Regions from separate parts of the Bos taurus genome. Here region 2 is linked to region 1. A link is a contact called in public Hi-C data. All regions are on one chromosome and are shown on one strand. The core of a region is the stretch at or near the end of the contact, and the rest is flanking DNA. Distances in the headings are between cores, read along the strand shown. Region 1 has its middle 320 kb from the start of TRNAG-UCC. Region 2 has its middle 330 kb from the start of KLF6.

What was found. Hi-C and Micro-C count contacts between places; a contact is called where the count stands out from the background.
Region 2: a Hi-C map of liver shows a contact between it and region 1, with 1.5 times the contacts expected there. The contact joins two enhancer-like sites. A contact is called at or near these places in 2 of 11 Hi-C or Micro-C datasets (liver and skeletal muscle).

The regions. Positions count from the first base shown.
Region 1 is chr13:44,224,284-44,226,945 of ARS-UCD2.0, reverse strand. No RefSeq gene overlaps it. Among named protein-coding and RNA genes, the nearest start is that of TRNAG-UCC, 320 kb to the right of the region's middle. Within about 2 kb of position 1,330, at least 60 of the 102 cell types and tissues checked have an H3K27ac peak or open chromatin away from gene starts, as enhancers often do. A contact at or near this core is called in liver, where this site is marked.
Region 2 is chr13:44,262,417-44,265,078 of ARS-UCD2.0, reverse strand. No RefSeq gene overlaps it. Among named protein-coding and RNA genes, the nearest start is that of KLF6, 330 kb to the left of the region's middle. Within about 2 kb of position 1,343, at least 22 of the 102 cell types and tissues checked have an H3K27ac peak or open chromatin away from gene starts, as enhancers often do. A contact at or near this core is called in liver, where this site is marked.

The sequences.
Region 1 (2,662 bases), core at 81-2,580:
TTTTGATTCATCTTAACTTTAATGAACTAAATTTAAATGAACTAAATCAATTTGCCCAGAGGCCTGCTGGCAATATGACACCCACTGTGGTGGTGTCTTGATTTCGTGTGTATAACTTGCCTTCTCGGGTTGTTGGTTTAGCTGGTTTTCCCTTCCTTCCCATTCTGAGACCGCCCCCTCCCCCGGCCCCAGATCAATAAGGAATATCGAATTTCCTAATAGGAGGCTGTACACAGAGGGCTGCTTTGTGAACTTCAGAAGTTCCGGCTGTCCTCAGCTGCATCCACACACAGCTGAGCTCCATCCTCATCCTGTCTGTGGTCCAGCTGAGGCATCGCATCTTGACTTGGAGCGCAGCGGCTGTGGCACCCTGCACGTGCCCCTTAAGAGTGGCCTCGGGGCCAGCGGGAGAGCGCAGGCACGGGGTGTCTCCACGCTTGCTGTGAAGATGGTGTAGCAGCAACACGCAGAGGCACTCGTACTATCTGAACATCAGTGTCCTTGTGAGGTCATTGATGTTTCATGCTGCCTCGTTTCAGGAAGGTTATAAAGTTCTTTGCCACCACAGGACACATTTTTACATCTGAAAACCCACTCTGAGTGAACGTTTTTGATTTCATGTGCATTCTAGGACCCGCTAGCAAGGAGCAGCAGTTGCTGGCAAGGGCAGAGCCTCAAGCCCTGGGAGGATCAGCTGCTTCGCTCAGAAAGGGGTCCTGGCTTCACAGACTCTGCCCACCTCAGGGTCTGTAAGAGCGGTGCAGGGTCTACAGCCCCAGCGCCCTCTCCATTTACTGGATGGGGTGGGGGCCAGCTGGTTATTAGCCCTCAGTGTTGCCATAGGGGAAAGGGACGCAGTAAGAACAGGCTTACTGACCCAGCCCAGAGCTGCACGGCTGACCCCGGGTTTCCTGCTGTTCTTCGTGGAGAGAAAGGGAATCCTGTTGACCTGCACCTCTCCTTGAGCCCAGGTTCATTTCATTTTGGGAACGGGTGTGGGAGGAGGAGTTGGAACTGCTGCCAGGCTTGCATTTCAGCAAATCGCCCGGCGGCCCAGCCCAGAGCCTGGGAACAGGGGAGACACAGCTCCGCACACCACTGACATGACTCATCGGGGAGCAACCCCCTCTTCGCTGGGCCTCACCGTTTCTTTGGAAAACATTCCCCAGGGCTCTTGCAAGAGGATGACTCACGTCAGGGGGTATTTTTAGGAATCAGTTAACTTGCATTTAGCCCGGAGAGGCAGGATCCAATCGGAGAGGAGCTGAGAGCCATTCCACATGAGCCATTCTGAATGCTGTAATTGGGCCGTGGTTTCTGGGTCTGCGGGTTGAGTCATCTTCTGGGGAAGCAGGAGAGAAAACAGAGCGAGACTGTTGCTACAACAGGGCGTCTGATAAGATGTGAAAGCAGCCAGTGCCAGGAAGAGCGTTCTATTTATCTTTATAGGATCTCACCTGCCTGTTCCAGGCACATCTTGGAACACTTGGTTAGGTTTTGCAGAGTCACTGCATGGCATTTCAGGGGCTACATTAGGATATCAGCCCTGGTCTCACAGGCAGAGGCTCATGAGACAAAATGCCCTTTCACACTAGGCCGACTCTGGGAGGCACTCGTATATTTATTTGCATCTTGTGTTTTAATCCCATGAAAGGAGAGAAAGGAGATATCTAACAGTGCCTCGAAAGGGGCTGTGGTGGCCGGAACTCTCTCCCCAGAAGGCTGGGAGCCTCCCTAATGCACACATACGTGTGTGTGTATGTGCACATGTGCAGGTCTGTGTGCATATTTTGTGAATGTGTGATTGTGCGCTTGTGTATGTTTTGTGTATATATGGCTGTATGTGTATGTATTCGACTCCGTGTATATGTGTGTGTATTGTTGTGTATGTCTGTGTGTGTGATTGTGTGTATTGTGTGTAGGTGTGTGGGCACATGTTTTCCTGTGCATGTGTGGGTATATATATTTCATGTGTATATATTTATTGTGTCCGTGTGTGTATTTGGTGTATATATGTGTGTTTGCATATACATGTATTTATCTGTGTGTGCCTGGGTGGTTGTGTGTATGTGTGTGGGCACATGTTTTCCTGTGTGTGGGGGGGTATATATATTTGATGTATATATATTTATTGTGTCCACGTGTGTGCATTTGATGTGTATATGTGTTTGTGTATACATGTATTTATCTGTGTGTGTCTGGGTGTTGGTTGTATGTATTGTGTGTTGGTGTGTGGGCACATGCTTCTCTGTATGTGTGTGTTTGGGTGTGCATGCTTGGTTACTACACAGCCAGTTCAGTTATGCACCTGCAGTTCTATCCAGAAGCCAGTGGGTGAGCCAGCGAGTGGCCTGTGGAGTTTTCAAGGCTGAGAAATAGAATCTTTGTTTCAGTTGCAGGACAAGGAAACTCTGCTCTCAAATGCCCAGAGAGGGATGGTTTGGTTTGGTGAAGCTAACTACAGTGGCAAGAATTTCTCACCTTCCAGTAGTGATCAAAAGCCAAACAAAACAAACAACAAAGCAGTGTCAAAAAAACACAAAAAACCCTTTAAAAACTGGCTGTCCTGACTCTCCTATTTCTTTCAATGCTGCTGCCTTTCTCCTACATCCCGCCCCTACCCCCAGACCTCACCACCACCCCCTCACCCTCAAACACCTGC
Region 2 (2,662 bases), core at 94-2,593, 38 kb before region 1:
GGCTCTCGTGCCACATCAGAGTGGAACTTGTTGAGCTATGACTTTCTGCTGTATGGTTTTCACCCAACGTAGCTGAGCTGACTAAGTCATGCCCTGAGATTCTCCTGTCCCCACCCCAACCCCAGCCCACAACTCACATGCAGGGGTCACCTGCCGGCCTCTGCCCAAGGTGGGCAGGGGGCACAGGAGGAGGGAGGGAGAAGCTGGGGAGCACCCAGGGCAGGGAGGGGGCCAAGAGAGACTTGGGGGTACAAATTCAAAGACACAACCAATAAGACTTTCAAGTAGGCAGTGCCATGCCCTGAGCCCCAAGTGCAGGGCTTTCCAATCTGCCCCCCTGGGCCCTGGGGAGAGCACACATACTTCTGCAATAATTAAAAGTGATATTTCAACATATATCACAGCGATTCTCTTCAATGCCTTTTAGTTTTCGAGGGCATGTTTATTTTTTCATTACTTTCTAAGGGATGTAAGTAGTTATTAAGTAGTATATTAAAATTATTAAACTAATTAAAACTCATGGAAGCACCAAATATTTCAAGTTATATGTAGAACTTAGTGTAAAGGATAAGACTTTTTTAAAGTGCTATCCAACGGGGTTTAATTACAAAAAAACTTTTTAAAAAAAGAAAACCAAAGATTATCCACAATAATGAGCTTCCACTATGAGTACAACTGGTATCAGAACACAATTCCAGAAAAGCACTTCTGAGAAGTCTGAAGGGCAGATGAAATGTTAGTAGTAGATTGTCCCACACTGTCGACTTAGATTGAACCAAAGCATTAAAAGTATTAGTACAATTTGGCCTTGAACTGCAGAATGGACTTTTACTGACTTTAAGTACTATTAAAACATCATGCAAGATCACAAATAGAAAAAAAAAAGAGAAACCCTAAGGTCATGACAAAAGGAAGCATGGTGGAAAGAATCCTTCCTTTAAGACCCCAGAGAGGCGGGGTTTCTTCCTGTGAAACTTATGTTTTCAGATTCTCACAGTTGGGTCAGCGCAGTATGTGAGATGTGCACAACTTTGTGGTATTAATTATAGCCAATGTGTGTTTTAAAACATTAATGCAAGTTGTATGCATGTGAGATTTTCAAAAAATGTGAGAATTTCCCCCCTCCCATCTGCCTTCCTCTCAACCCCTTTGGAAAACAAGCAAAACACTCCTAAGTACAGAATGTACTTGTCTGCAGTGCACTCAGCTTTTCCTAATGACCATTTATGTAAACCTTGGTGATGTTGAGAGCAGAGAATTCTTGCTGCGATATAAATAGCTTGCGAGACCTCTGCCCTTGACCCTGCTGCACCAAGGGAATAAGGGTTTCTGATGACTGGGTTCTGCTCCTGGCCTGGACCCAGAGGACTGAACGTGGCCATTCATGCTGCTTGGACTGGTCAGCGGCCCTGGCCCTGAGTCCCAGCCAGTGTTGGGCTGATGCTGGGGGCTTCTAGGTCTGTACTGTCTAGGAGGGAAACTGATGCTCACCCCAAGGTGTTTTCACCAGGGAAAGACTTTCCACAAGAGAGCAGCATCATCACCATTAAGACAGAGAAGCTAGGAAGTCCTCCTACCACTGTAGGTCCACAGAGCACACAGGCAGGGCGGCCCTCCTACACCTCTTACACCCGGCATCCACTCAAGGTAGTGAGAAGCGGTCAGTCACCAGCGTCACAGGGAGAGTGGGAGTGTGAAGAGCAGGAAAGAAAAAGGAAACAGGGGCCCCCGCGTTTGAGGAGGGCCACCCTCCATGCCCCCTGAGGGCAGTCCTGGATCTCCCCTCCTGAGTCTGCAGTGAGGGCTGCTTTGCCATCAGGAAACACACAGAATCCTGAGATGGTGCCCTGAGTTGTTTCGGCGCACCTCCCATCTCTCAGGGCAAGTCTGGCCAGGCTGGCCCTCGCTCCGTGCAGCCTTCTCTGAGGAGGTCTGAACACCCACGTGTGCCTCTGATCTCTGCTTTCCCACTGCGGATCAGACCGCTGTTCTCAGTCACCTCCTGCTTCACACTTAGCCTGAGCATGTGCAGGAAGAGTTCTCCCCACGCCTCTCTCTGACAGGAGAGGGGACCCGCCAGATGTAAGGAGTGGGATCCCCATGGCAGAAGGGACTGCAGCCACCACCCCTCTCCTGCAGGAACCAGGTCTCCTTAGGTCACGATATCCAGCTCCATAAAGTGTAAGCATCCTCCAACGGCAGTCTGGGGCTTAGAGTTACAGTAAGATGACATTCATATTTAACAAACAAAGTGCAGATACTGCCTTTTCAAATGCGTTCTTTCCTTTTTCCACTTTTTCCTCCTACGTGTGTTGAAAAGACTGTCTTTCCTATCAGGGTCTGACACGGAGAAAGTTTGGGATGACCGCGTTCCTGGGTCTTAGCACACGTATCAAGTGACTGCGTTTCCGACAAGCTTGCTTGGCTGCCCAGCCCTCACCGCCACACGTGACTGACAGCATCAAACATCTTCAGATCACGTGCATGTACCTGTTGCCTAAGTACAATAAACAAGAATCGGCACACTTCCCCTGAGATTTCGGTATTGAGTAAATCTTTGTAAATATCTTTCTGCAACAAACGGGGACATGGTTTCTTCCTGTCCTAGTAACCTGCACAACTCTACTGGAAGTGAAGCCCGACAGTCACATCTGCTACACGA